2 separate regions of the Gossypium hirsutum genome follow, and region 1 is linked to region 2. Evidence: chromatin contacts called from public Hi-C data. All regions are on one chromosome and are shown on one strand. The core of a region is the stretch at or near the end of the contact, and the rest is flanking DNA. Distances in the headings are between cores, read along the strand shown. Region 1 has its middle 4.2 kb from the start of LOC107939008. Region 2 holds the start of LOC107939013 (alcohol dehydrogenase class-P).

Region 1 (6,286 bases), core at 2,717-5,216, 36 kb before region 2:
TTATTGTTAATGTATATCATTTAGTCATTGTTTTATTTGTTATATCACTTGTTCTCTATTCATGATTAAGAATTTGGTTACATTTTACTTAGAATAGTTGTACATAATTGTTGGATTTATTAATTGTGGTTTATTGTACTATATGTGTGCATATTATTTCATATTCATTAATCCATTTCTATACAAATGTTTCGTTGCAATGTTTAAGTATTCCATCTATTTTAAAACAAATAAATGTGTTTTGAGCTAATTTCCAATTTTCCTTATTATTCAAAAATTCTGAAATAAGGCAATATCCAATATTTGGGAATTCGGGAAATCGTGCCCTATCGTGTTGGATATGATTTTTCGGTGAACTAAATATTTGGGTATCCTTTTATAATTTTAGTGTACGAATATTTGAAAGTCAAAAATCAATCATATCTTTGAAGGTATAAAAGATCATATCCAATCGTGCTGGGTATGATGTTGCATATCTTTGAAACGAGAGAATTTTGACAGTTAACTTGAACTATTAACACATTTTAAAGAACCATGCTTTGAAAGATATTTTTTTAAAATCTTTGATATAAGGATAGCATCGAATCAATTTGATACCAATTTTTGGACATAATGAGGGTGCTCACCTTTCCTCATGCGTAACCGACTCCCGAACCATTTTTTTTAAAAAAATTTACAAAATTGTTTTAAGTGGAATAAAACATTTTAGCAGGTGACCCAATCCCACTTAAGTAAAGAGATTGGTGGCGACTCCACATGTTATTTAAAAGTCGATCCCTATTTTTTCTAACTCTAAAAAAATAGTTTCAACAATTTTGTCTTTTTTTTTTCTTTCCTAAATGTAAAGAGTGTTACGAGTTTGTGAGATTTAACATTTATTTTTTAAGACCAGGAGTTATAAACAATTTTAATGTTTAAAATCCGATTATTGATATTTTTAAGGGTTCTACTCTTAAAAAATCTATTGTTGAATCATTATCGTTTTTAAAAACAAGTCTTCCAAGAATTTCGCGAGATGCTTTTATCCATTTAATTTTCTGTTTTATCCATGTTTTCAATTCTTTAATTTTCCATTATACAAAACTGAGTTCTATTCACTTATTCTTTTTTTTTTTCATATTTGAGTCACTCCAATTGGACATTTAATCAATTCGGTAATACCACTCAGCCCCTCTCTCCCTTGTTTTCCTTTGTAATTTCAATTCAATTTTCATTGTCATCCAATCTAACATGTGACCTGTTTTGGTGTTAAAAACAACTAATTTAGGCGTATAACGTATGTTGAGACGCATTATTTTTCTATTTATGAGTTGAAGAGAGTTATAAATAATTTTAGACATTATGTCAAAAATATATATATAATTAATACCTAAAATAAATTTGTTCAAAAAAGAATCTTAAAATTTCGCAAATCGAGGAGTGGACATAAAGAGACTGTTGTTGAGACTTGAGCAAGCGCAAACCGATGTTGAAAATGCTATGTAGATGCTACTATTTTTGAGGGGGATTGAAAATGATGGTAAGTTCATTAGAGCCATAAAAAGAAGAGAAAGAAAATTCTTTAGAGTTAATTTTTTTTCTCTCTTTTAAATGTGCTAATTAAGATTCCAGTGAAGTGATAGACTTTTAGTCACTATAACTCAGATTATATATTTGATAACCCAATGTGACTATTTGGAAGATAGATAAACAACATACTTTTAGACCAATCCAAAGAGCCAAGTGATGTAGAATTGCATAGAAATCTTGCAATTAGTGGAGGAACTGTTAAATTTACTTTGCTCTTTCCTTTGAAAATTGTCACCACAAATTATCAAGTTATCAATGGGCTTGAGATGATGGACTACCTACGCCGAATTATTGGTTAATTTTAGACATGATATAGTAGAACGATTTTAAGAAAACACAATAAATCAAATAATTAGTCATGATTAAATTTGTAGTAGTCACTAACACTTTCTTGTAACACACCTTTAGTAATCTGATTAGGAGGATACTAATAAATTTTTAGATCAACAGGATTATTTTTGTTTAACTCTGTCAAAGAATCAACAATCATATTCGTTGATTGTAGAGCACATAAAATAATTTACAATTTTAAATCAAATTTCTATACATTCATGATTAATACAAAGAAATTATTTTGATTATTTTTAAAAAAAATTTGATTTGAGGTTTGTAACCAATTTAATTTGTTTTAAGTCTCATTGAGATTTTATCTTGAAAATTCTTAGAGGGCCTTTGGTGTTTTTCTATTATAAGATTCTATTAGAATCTGATTTTTGAAAGGCCGTTGATAAGAATGTAATTGAAGAGAAAGTTACTTTATAATATTTGAAATATGTTAGAAAATATTTATTAAAATTCACAGAAAATAACATCAAAATGTCTTATTAACTAAATAATTTTTTGAGAATGTGGTAATAATTTATAAAATTATCCTTATTAATTAAAAGATAATATTCATACAATTTAATATTTTTCATTATGTTTATTATTAATAAATATTTGTATTAAGTACATTTTTTTCATTGAAATATAGTTTAACATGTAGTTTATTTTAACATCTTTATCATCAATTTTTCATGCATGTAATATATAAATATATATACGTAAATTTTTAAACACAACCAAATATATATTTTTGAGTAAACAACACCTAATGTTACAGCATTATTAGTAAGTTTACATTTTGGTTACTCAACTTCAAAAAGTTATAAAATGATCACTAAACTATTCAAAAGTTTTCATTCAAGTCATTGTGTTGTTAATTTTTTTTAAAAGTCCAGTTTGTGAGCTCTAAATGACGATTCGACAATCGGTATGGTGGATCGGTATCTGTTGACGAGTAGAAGAACATACATTAGATCCAAATCAATTTGGCGCTTAGTGTCGAAGATCGAAGAAAAAAGTTGTTTGAATTTTGATTCACATATTTGTAATGCTCAAAGCTATTTCATGAAAAAAAATGAATTGTAAAGGAGAAAGGGAATAAGAGCTCTCGATTGGTGCAGGTGATGCGAACAGTCCAGTGACTTAAATGAAAAGTTTCAAAAAATTCAGAGATCATTTTGTAACTTTTGAAATTAAATGACCAAAATATAAACTTACTAATAATTTAGTAACTTTAGATATCGTTTACCCATCTTTTTCTAAAAATAGTTCCACTAGTGAGTGCAAGAACAAAGTATGAATTCTGATTAATTTCATTTGGCTTATGCACTTTTATTTCTAGGAATTTCGTTATTCTACTTTTCAGATTTTAAAATTGAAGTCTAATTGTTAAAATTATTTTGTTAAATGTAAGTTTATTATAACGTTATTTTTTTAGTTATATATAATTTGTTTTTAATTTTAAAATCACATTAATAAATTTAACAAAAAGTAACATTATTAATAATTTGACTTAACTTTGAAATCTAAAAAATAAAGAGACTAAATCTTTAAAAATAAAATATAAAGATTAAATTTTTAATTTATAAAAAGTATGGAAATTTATGAAATTTGTTATTTATACTTGAAAGAAAACTAAAGATCCCATGTTGTGCTGGGCGGCGTGAATAAAAGCAATGGACATTTATGCGGCTTTGCGATATAATCAAACGTGACCATGGGAACCACGACTACGACAACCCGTACGGTTACACTGTGAGACGCGGAGAACTTAAGCTCCTATTCCTAATAATTATTTTAAGTAATAGCACCATCATTTAGTGGCGACTGGCGATTGCTATTTTTCTTGTTTTTTATGCTTTCGTTTCTTCTTTAATATTTTCCAAAGAAAATCGTGATAATATTTGTTATTTCTTGTGACTTAGATAAGTCTCACTAGACAATTGAGTGTAAAATAAATTGTGAAAGGATAGTTAGAGGAGTTCCCACGAATCAAGGGAAGGTCGTGGTCTCAATTTGCATATACTTAAGAAGCTCGCAGAAGGGAGACCGTGTGACCTGGCAGGTAACCCAGAATGAAACACGTGTCCAGCATGCCTAAAGTCCGCTCAGAATGTCAGTCCTAAGCATAGTGAAGTCAAGGGGTCAAGTCATGAATAGTGGGTTATGTCGTGAACAATGATAGTATGTATAAATACTCGAATGTGCTTATTAATAAGATACAAGATAAAATTACTCAATAAGGATAATTAATCACGACGTTAGTGTTTTATGTAAATTGTACATATTTTATTGATAAAAAATTTTAACTCTTAAAGTTTATACATTTTATTAATTTGATCTTAATTTAATAAATTTAACCTATAATATTTACACATTCTATCAATATTTACACAAAATATATAAACGTTCTTACAATACCAATTAAAATTATATACAATTAATAAAAAAATTAACCGTCCTGATTAATTATTTTTAATTACTCACGGAATTACCTAAAAAATAATTTTACAACCTCAATTCTTATTTTTTGTGCTTGCTCTTTGATAAATTATCAAATAAAAGTATACATAATAACATTGAATTCAAAAGAGTACATACCCCTTTTTTCTATTTTTGAGTAGCATTTTTTTTTATTTTGAGGAAAAATTCGTTCCACAAAGTGTTGGGTATAGGTCCCACTATGTGGGAAACCCATATTTTATGCCATAATGTTTTGTCCCTTCTTTGGTTTTGTCAAAAAAAAAGCCATTTTGGGTTTTTAACGGGTGTTGGGCAAAAATTTTAGCAGAGAGCTAAAGAAAAAATAGAGAGAAAGAGAATAGAAAAAATCAGATTTTCAAGCTTGGTGCAGCAGTGATCAACTCTTCGATCGAAGGTCCATCCGTGGTTCGATTGAGCTGATTTTTGGACAGCAGCTAGGTGATAAGGTGTTCTTGACTTTGTACGGTCGGATTTTTCATCCGAGTCTTGTAGCGTCGGAAATACCCATTTTTCAGCAGCTACGTTTTTGGTGATGTTCTCTCATTTTTCTCTCTTTTGCTAAAGATTACATGTTGTTAGCCTTGTCGGAGTTGAATGCTTGTTGTAGGCTTGATATTGTGATCTTGTAGTTGAACATTTGATGATAGTGGAGCTCTTTATCGGACTCTAAAGTCCCGTGGTTTTTACCCTTAATTTAGAGGGGTTTTCCACGTAAAATATCGGTGTCTCTATTTATTTTTGTTGTGGTTGCATTAGTTGATTTGTGGTTGATTAAGGTTGCTAGAGAACATATCTTGTGCTATTGTGCTTGCCATAATTTTTACAGGAGTTATAAGGAGAGAAAGAACACCGGTTGTGCTTTCGCTTTGTTTCGGTTGTTCGGTTTCTTCCCAACAAACTGGTACCAGAGCTTGGTTATTGTGTCAGATAATTATGGAAATTAATACGAGCAAGATGATTATGTTGAATGGCACAAATTATCAACTTTGGCGGAATAAAATGAAGGACTTGTTGTTTGTGAAGGCTTTGCATCTTCCGGTCTTTACTACTCAAAAACCCGATTCGAAAAGTGATGAAGAATGAGAATTTGAGCATCAACAAGTGTGTGGCTTTATTCGGCAATTTGTTGAAGAAAATGTTTACAATCACATTGATCAGGAGACACATGCTCGAACATTGTGGGAGAAGCTTGAAAGCTTGTATGCTTCGAGGTCGGGCAATAACAAGTTATTTTTGCTGAAGAAAATGATGGCGCTGAAATATAAAGAAGGAATGTCTATAGCTGACCATGTTAGTGAATTTCAGAGTATGATGAATCAGTTGCTTGGTATGGGTGTCAAATTTGATGACGAGATTTTAGGACTTTGGTTGCTTGCTACTCTACCAGACTCTTGGGAGACCTTTCGAGTCTCACTCATTAATTCTGCCCCACAGGGTATTATTACTTTGGATTTGGCTAAGAGTGGTGTGTTGAATGAAGAGGTTAGAAGAAGATCTCAGGGTTCTACATCACAGTCCGAGGTGTTGGTTATCGAGAACAGGGGGAGAAACAGAGACAAAGATGGAAAGGGTAGAGATAAAAGCCGAAGCAAGTCAAGATCGAGATACAAGAATCTTGAGTGTCATCATTGTGGTAAGAAAGGCCATATCAAGAAATATTGCTTCAAGTGGAAGAAAGAGAACAAAAGTGGTGGTGATAAACACGACCGGAATGACGATGAAAAATTCGAGCGTGTTACTACTGTTACTCGTGAAGATTTGTTAGTTATTTGTGATCAGAATTTGGTCAACCTAGCATGCGACGAGACTAGTTGGGTGATTGATACTGGTGCATCACTTCATGTCACGTCGAGGAAGGAATTCTTCACATCTTATACTCCTGGTGATTTTGGGGTATTGAAGATGGGTA
Region 2 (6,905 bases), core at 1,364-3,863:
CCTTAACTTTTACCTTTTATTCAATTTAGCCCCTAAAATCGAAACTTTCACATTTATTACAATCAAATCCAATTTAAGATGGTTGAATTCTCTATGACCCTCATACAGACCATAATTAATAAATTCATACAATAATTTAATGCCAAATTTATTATTTTATCATTTTAGTCCCTAAACTTAAAACTAACCAATTTCACTTTATAAAATAGTTCCAACTAACAACCAAGATTAAAAACCTATCAATTACCTTTAATAATCATAAAAAATCAGAAATGGTAAATTTCAATTGTATTTGCAATTTAGTTCTTTTTAGTGTTAGATAATCAATTAGCTTAATTAGCCTCAAATTATGCATTGTCATAATATAGAAATTAGTGAGTAGCTAGCTAAACCTCTTTCTTGCATGCTTGTTTAATAGGAATCATTAAATCACTGACTCTATTAGGTTCGATCCTTGGAATACTTTGGTGTTCCATTAAACACTATAAATATTACAACTTACATGTTATACTTGCAAATATCGCAATATTATTGATTGTTTTAAGCGTTGATTCTCAGCCCTAGTGCACACATGTCGAACCGCAGCCAATTGGCCAAAAATTTGGCCGAGATGCATGTTTGAATTTCTTGATCAGCATATGACATCCATTCAAACTGTAGTACAAAATTATAAATTTTGTTATCTACATAATATTAAATTTCAAATCATTATGTATATATTATATATTTGAAAAATTAAAAAAACTAACCTCGACTTCTGATCATTAATCTAATAGTAGTCTCGAGCTCCTCCGCTAGTCCAACATAACTCGGGTTATTGTTTCGCCTATTCAAAAAATATGTTAATTCAAAAATATAAAAATGAAAAAAATTATTATGGTAACTATATTATCAAATGAATTTTACCTTGTTACGAGTGAAAAAGTATAATGGGCATCAACTCGGGAAGTAAAAATAGTAGTTGATACCGTGCCCATGACTACAGCAGGAGTATGTAACTACTGATCTTAATTTTTTATGGTTGTGTCGCCTGTCATGTCTCTTGGTATAACGTGGCCAACACAATTGATCCCCAACTAAGTCGACCCACTTCTTTCAAGTCAACAAGTTATAGTAGCCACCTTAAATGCACCAGAGTTCAAGATTTATTGGGCATTAGAACACCCTCGATTAACCTTAGGATGAATGCTCAGGTGTTTTGTTCTCTTTGAAGGGCACTTGAGGTATTGTTGAGATAACCGAACTTATCTTCACCTTTCAACCATTTCATCTCTATCCAACTACCAAAAACCTTATCCAACACCTTGCCTAATAGTTGCTCACAAATGATGCCACCCCAAGCGCCAATGACCACTGACCCCGTAACGACTAGCCCATCCATCGGTAAACTGAGTTGTAAAGTTGCGTCCTCGAGTGTAATTGTACACTCACTGCATGGAAAATGAAATGTGTGTGCCTCAAGTCTCCATCTTTCCACCAAAGTGTTGATATGTGTGAAATCCAATTTACACCCCTCGAGCATATGAGACACAAACAAGAATCCTACCTCTTACAATTGAGGTTCAATTACACACAGTGCCCTCGCAGATAGATTGTGTATGTACATCTCCAAAATTCGATCTTCGACCTGATTTTATCAACAAAAAAATATAAATTTAATAATGTTAACAACTTAAAAATGAACTTAATTAAAATTTAAAAAATTACAATTTTTTCCTTATCATTTGTAATTTCACGCCAAAAATATAGTTGTCATCGAAACGAATAAGAAGAATTGCTATTATAAAAATCAATTGAAATGAATAAATTACGAATTAAAAAAAAAATTAAAACAACAAGATTTTGAGAGAAATTTAATGAAAAATTTAAAACTAAAATCTTAAGAGAACTGAGACAATTAAGACCATTAGATTTAAATGAAAATGGGGAAATGGTTGGGTTTATATAGGAAACAAACTAGCCATTGGGAGGATTTGAAATTTGACTAATGGGCGGATTTAAAAATTGATCGTTAGGAGGATTTGAAATTTGACCGTTGGGATGTTACTATTGTCTAAAAGCATACCTTGTAAGATGTGCTTTCCTACCTAGTTGACGAAAACACGTCCAGCAAGATGCATTTTTTTATTGAAATGATAGATTTAAAATATTGAAATTTATCATATTTTATGTTGAAATATTATTATGTGCAATTTCTTTTTAAATTTTCACAAAATATAAAATAAAAAAATTCTAATAGTGCTAAGGTTTATTATTTATAAAATAATATGTTTTAGTAATTTTTTAACTAAGTTGGAATTCATGATGGGTGACAATAAATTCGGTACTTAAATTCAAAATTTTTTTCTAATGTGGTATCTCTATTATTTTTTTGTTCAATTTTATAGTAATATTTGACAAAAGTTATATATTTTAGTGCTCAATGGTAATAATGTCAACTTTTTAGTGCTTAAATTAGGGTTTTAAAGTTATATATTTTGATACTCAAGTACCAAATAATATAGAAAACTTTTAAATAATAGTATAGATGTGCCAAATAATTTTAAAAAATTTATTTTATGCTAATTATCAATATAAATGAAACATAATTGAACTAAAATCCCAAGCAGATATTCTCGTACATTCAAATATTATTTATTGTGCAGTCAACAGTGGACTACAATTTTTTCTATAAATACAACCATTTGAAGCTGCTATTCTCACTACGCTCAGAAGAAAATCTTGTTTAAAATATAAGAAAAAAGTCATACGCAATGAGCACTGCCGGTCAGGTTATTCGTTGCAAAGGTGATGATAACCTCTTATCTCTTCTCCCTTACCCCAACAACTACAATTTTTCCTTAATTCCCTTGTCTCCTACATACATATGACCAAATATACCTTTTGTTCTTTGTTCGGGTTACATTGATTTCTTTTCTGACAACATTTACAATATACTTGAATTCATGCCATAGCATTAAATATGTAAAAATAGTGTGGTTTTGATTGTAGCTGCGGTGGCATGGGAGGCCGGGAAGCCACTATCTATAGAAGAAGTGGAAGTGGCACCACCCCAAAAACATGAAGTCCGTATTAAGATTCTCTTCACTGCTTTATGTCACACTGATGTATACTACTGGGAGTGTAAGGTATTACTGTACGATAAAATGAATATTACAACATTTATTTTCTACAAGTATTTGTCACTGTTTTTCTTTAATTTGGCAGGGTTACACTCCTCTGTTTCCTCGTATACTTGGTCATGAAGCCTCAGGGTATGAAAGTTAAAACCATTTTATTTTTTTATATATTTTTCTGTATCAATATAATCTTACAATTATAATTGTAGGATCGTGGAGAGTGTGGGTGAGGGTGTGAATGATTTGAAACCTGGGGATCATGTGCTTCCTATCTTCACCGGAGAATGCAAAGAATGTCGCCACTGTCTGTCAGAAGAAAGCAATAACATGTGCGAACTGCTTAGGATCAACTGCGACCGAGGTGTTATGCTTGCTGATGGGAAAACCAGATTTTCCATCAACGGCAAGCCTATCTACCACTTTGTTGGAACCTCGACTTTTAGCCAATATACTGTCGTCCATGTTGGCCAGGTTGCCAAGATCAGTCCAACCGCCCCGCTTGATAAAGTCTGTCCCATTAGCTGTGGGATATGTACAGGTTTTGGGGCCACTGTAAATGTTGCCAAACCCAAAAAGGGTCAAACTGTTGCAGTTTTTGGACTGGGTGCCGTTGGTCTTGCCGTGAGTTTATTCTTGTTTCACCTATGGTTTTTCTCTAGGCTATTTGGTAAATGTGTTTGATTCACTTTTATCCATATAAATTAGGCCGCTGAAGGTGCAAGGGTTTGTGGGGCTTCTCGGATCATCGCTGTTGATGTGAACCCCAGAAGATTTGAAGAAGGTACCTATCATAGCATCATTTATATCATTATATGATTTGTCGTTGTTCCTCACTAAAAATATTAATATACTGATCATATTTCTTTGCCTGCCACCAGCTAAGAGGTTTGGGATTACAGAATTTGTGAATCCAAAAGACTACGACAAACCTGTTCAAGAGGTGATTGTGGAGATGACCGGCGGAGGAGTGGATCGCAGTGTGGAGTGTACAGGGAGCGTCCAAGCCATGATTTCCGCTTTTGAATGCGTCCATGATGTAATTTAGCTTCTTCCAGTAAAAAACTATACTACCTCTTTGCATTAATTGTCACACGCATATATGCTTCTTCTTGAATTACAGGGTTGGGGTGTTTGTGTGCTGGTGGGTGTGCCAAAGAAAGACGATGCATTCAAAACTCATCCAATGAATCTACTAAGTGAGAGGACCCTTAAGGGTGCTTTTTATGGCAACTATAAACCACGCACTGATATTCCTATGGTTGTCGACAAATATTTGAACAAGGTAAGGTGATGTCCTCTATACAGATTACAGAATATAGTTCATTTCGATGATGGTTTTGTTGATATTGCTGCAGGAGCTGGGGCTGGATATGGACAAGTTCATCACACACTCTGTGCCTTTTGCCGATATAAACAAGGCATTCGACTACATGCTCCAGGGTATAGGTCTGAGATGCATGATTCATTTGGATGCTTAAGAGAGTGTTGCTGCTGTATATTTGCCCAACCAAGGATCAAAACTCTAATGTTTTGTCCTACTATGTGTTATATTTATGTGCCTACTTAAGCTACCTTTCCCGGTTATCAAGAGTGCCCATATAGAACTCTCTCTCTCTAAAAAAAAAAAAGAGAGTTCTTTATATGGAGTTTTATATTATGTGATGAGAGAATAAATTATCTTGTAAAAGCTTGCTTTGTTAATGAAATAAATTCCTATTACTATGATTTTCCAACTTTTTTTTTTTTTGAAAGATAAAAGTAGACAAAATCAATTACACTAGATCCTCAAAAGGGGATCCCCAAACAATTTTAAACCTATTCTTCTATCACAAGCCATCTTAATAAGACTATCTACGGTTGTGTTTTCTTCCCAGGGGATATGTTGAATCTTCCGCTATTTTACCAATTTCAGGAGTAGATGAATTCTTTTGACTAGAGCAAAATTAGCGTTTTTAGAATAACCATCCTAAATGACATTAATTACCTCAGGGCCGACTGTTTGAATTGAGACTCTTTCTAATCTCCTATCTAAAATAAACTTCAACCCATCTGAGATGCCCCAAAGCTCAACCTCTATCACTGTGTAACTTTTCAAGTATCTGCAAAACTCAATGATCCACCCAACATTATGATCACACATTAATCCTCCAGCTGCAGCAAAACCTTCTTAATTCCTAATTGAACCATCCGTGTTCAAGCACACCCAACTACTAGCTATAGAAGGGCTAGCTAAAGATCTTTGTATCTTATGAGGTGATACTTTTGAAACTGAAGTACATTGTCTTGCCCAGCTACGAGAGACCTTAAGGACTTCGTTAATACTTCAGGAAATACTTTGAAATGTAAACAAGTTGTGGTTTTTCCAAATACTCTAAGCAATAATCCCAAAAAGGCACGGTCAATCTACCTCACCCAAAAAAGGAGTTTAATGGTTTTAAAGTTTTTTCATCATCCATTCAAGGAGGGATCCGATGTCGAATCTAGAGGGCGTTCCTTCTGGAATGAGCTTGTCCTAGATATTCCTAGTTGTAGGGCAATCTCTGATAACAAGCAACACCTCCTCAGATCCATGCCCACCAAAACCACATGTGTTGTCATTACCAACTCATCACCTTGCCCTTTCTGTATTCATAAGCACACGTAGCTTGAGAACAAGCCAAATGAAGAATCGAACCCATTACAGGCCTTTAAACTTCTAAGGAAGTTCTTAAATCGGCTCTTTTGAATTTAATGTACCTTTCCGAATCTTACCATAAGCACTTTTGAGGGAGAAAGAGCCAGTCAAAATAGTCCTCCATTTAATTCTATCTGGACCAAAAGATGGGTGAGGCGGTGGGACAACTATAATCTTATTGATGACATCTTCTGAAACCCAAAGTATAAAAAGGTCCAAATTCCACGATCTATCATTTGTAATCATATTGCTAAGAAGACAATCCATATTAAGATTAGAAGTGGAAGGAATCTATTTATGAAAGGGTCCATAATTCCCATCCCCGATAGATCATAATAAGTTTTCGTGAATGAGGGGTCATACCTTAGAAAGGGATTTCCATTAAAAAAGAACTACGTCCTCTTGATAAGTTCTCGGGCAAACCACTTGTAACCCCATACTTCGACAGGAGAATCTGAACCTAAAGGGCATTAGAATTTGAAACAATGTTGAATCCAACATACATCATGAAAGAAGTGTTATGGTCCTTCAAGTGCCTCAGACCAAGACCTTTGTGCGATTTAGGTTGACACACCGAGTCTCAACTTACCGCTTTACCACCATTATAGGACCCCCATACTATCTTCCTAATTGGTCGCTCAATCTCATCACACAAGCCTTTAGGAACCATCATTGTCTGCATAAAATAGCTTGAAATTGAAAGCAAAATCGATTGAGCCAAAGTCACCTACCAACTAAAGAGAGTTGTCTAACGTCCCAAATAGACAGTTTACTATGCACCTTGTCAACAACAAAATGCAGAGTGTTATTAGTGACCTTCTCATGGAATTGGGGCATCTAAGGTAAGACCCTAAGTTTCGTACTTCTTGACATCCAAAGTATCCGCTTATACATCTCTTTAAGCTACCATCAATGCTTTTAAAAAAGAAGATATTTGTTTTCCACATATTAATCCGATATCCCGAATATTCACAGAACTTATCAAGAATGTCTTTGATGACCCAGCTTGATGTTCTTCAGCACGTCCAAATAAGATCAAATCATCTGCGAAGAAGAGATGAGTTAGCGGTGAGCCAGTGCGAGCCAAACAAATAGGGGACCAAAGCCTATGG

The links. A called contact is a pair of places that touch in the nucleus more often than the background predicts.
Region 1: a contact with region 2 is called in a Hi-C map of leaf, with 3 times the contacts expected there. The contact joins the enhancer-like site here to the promoter of LOC107939013 in region 2. A contact is called at or near these places in 21 of 34 Hi-C or Micro-C datasets (anther, callus, cotyledon and 5 more).

What each region holds. Positions count from the first base shown.
Region 1 is chrA01:113,139,456-113,145,741 of Gossypium_hirsutum_v2.1, reverse strand. No RefSeq gene overlaps it. Among protein-coding and RNA genes, the nearest start is that of LOC107939008, 4.2 kb to the left of the region's middle. Within about 2 kb of position 3,966, at least 3 of the 9 cell types and tissues checked have an H3K27ac peak or open chromatin away from gene starts, as enhancers often do. A contact at or near this core is called in fibers and leaf, where this site is marked.
Region 2 is chrA01:113,101,103-113,108,007 of Gossypium_hirsutum_v2.1, reverse strand. LOC107939013 (alcohol dehydrogenase class-P) reads left to right here and starts at 2,613. Exons shown (of 8, transcript XM_016872299.2): 1 at 2,613-2,787; 2 at 2,992-3,128; 3 at 3,208-3,254; 4 at 3,329-3,740; 5 at 3,825-3,900; 6 at 3,998-4,155; 7 at 4,240-4,401; 8 at 4,475-4,844. The coding sequence starts at 2,754. The coding sequence ends at 4,597.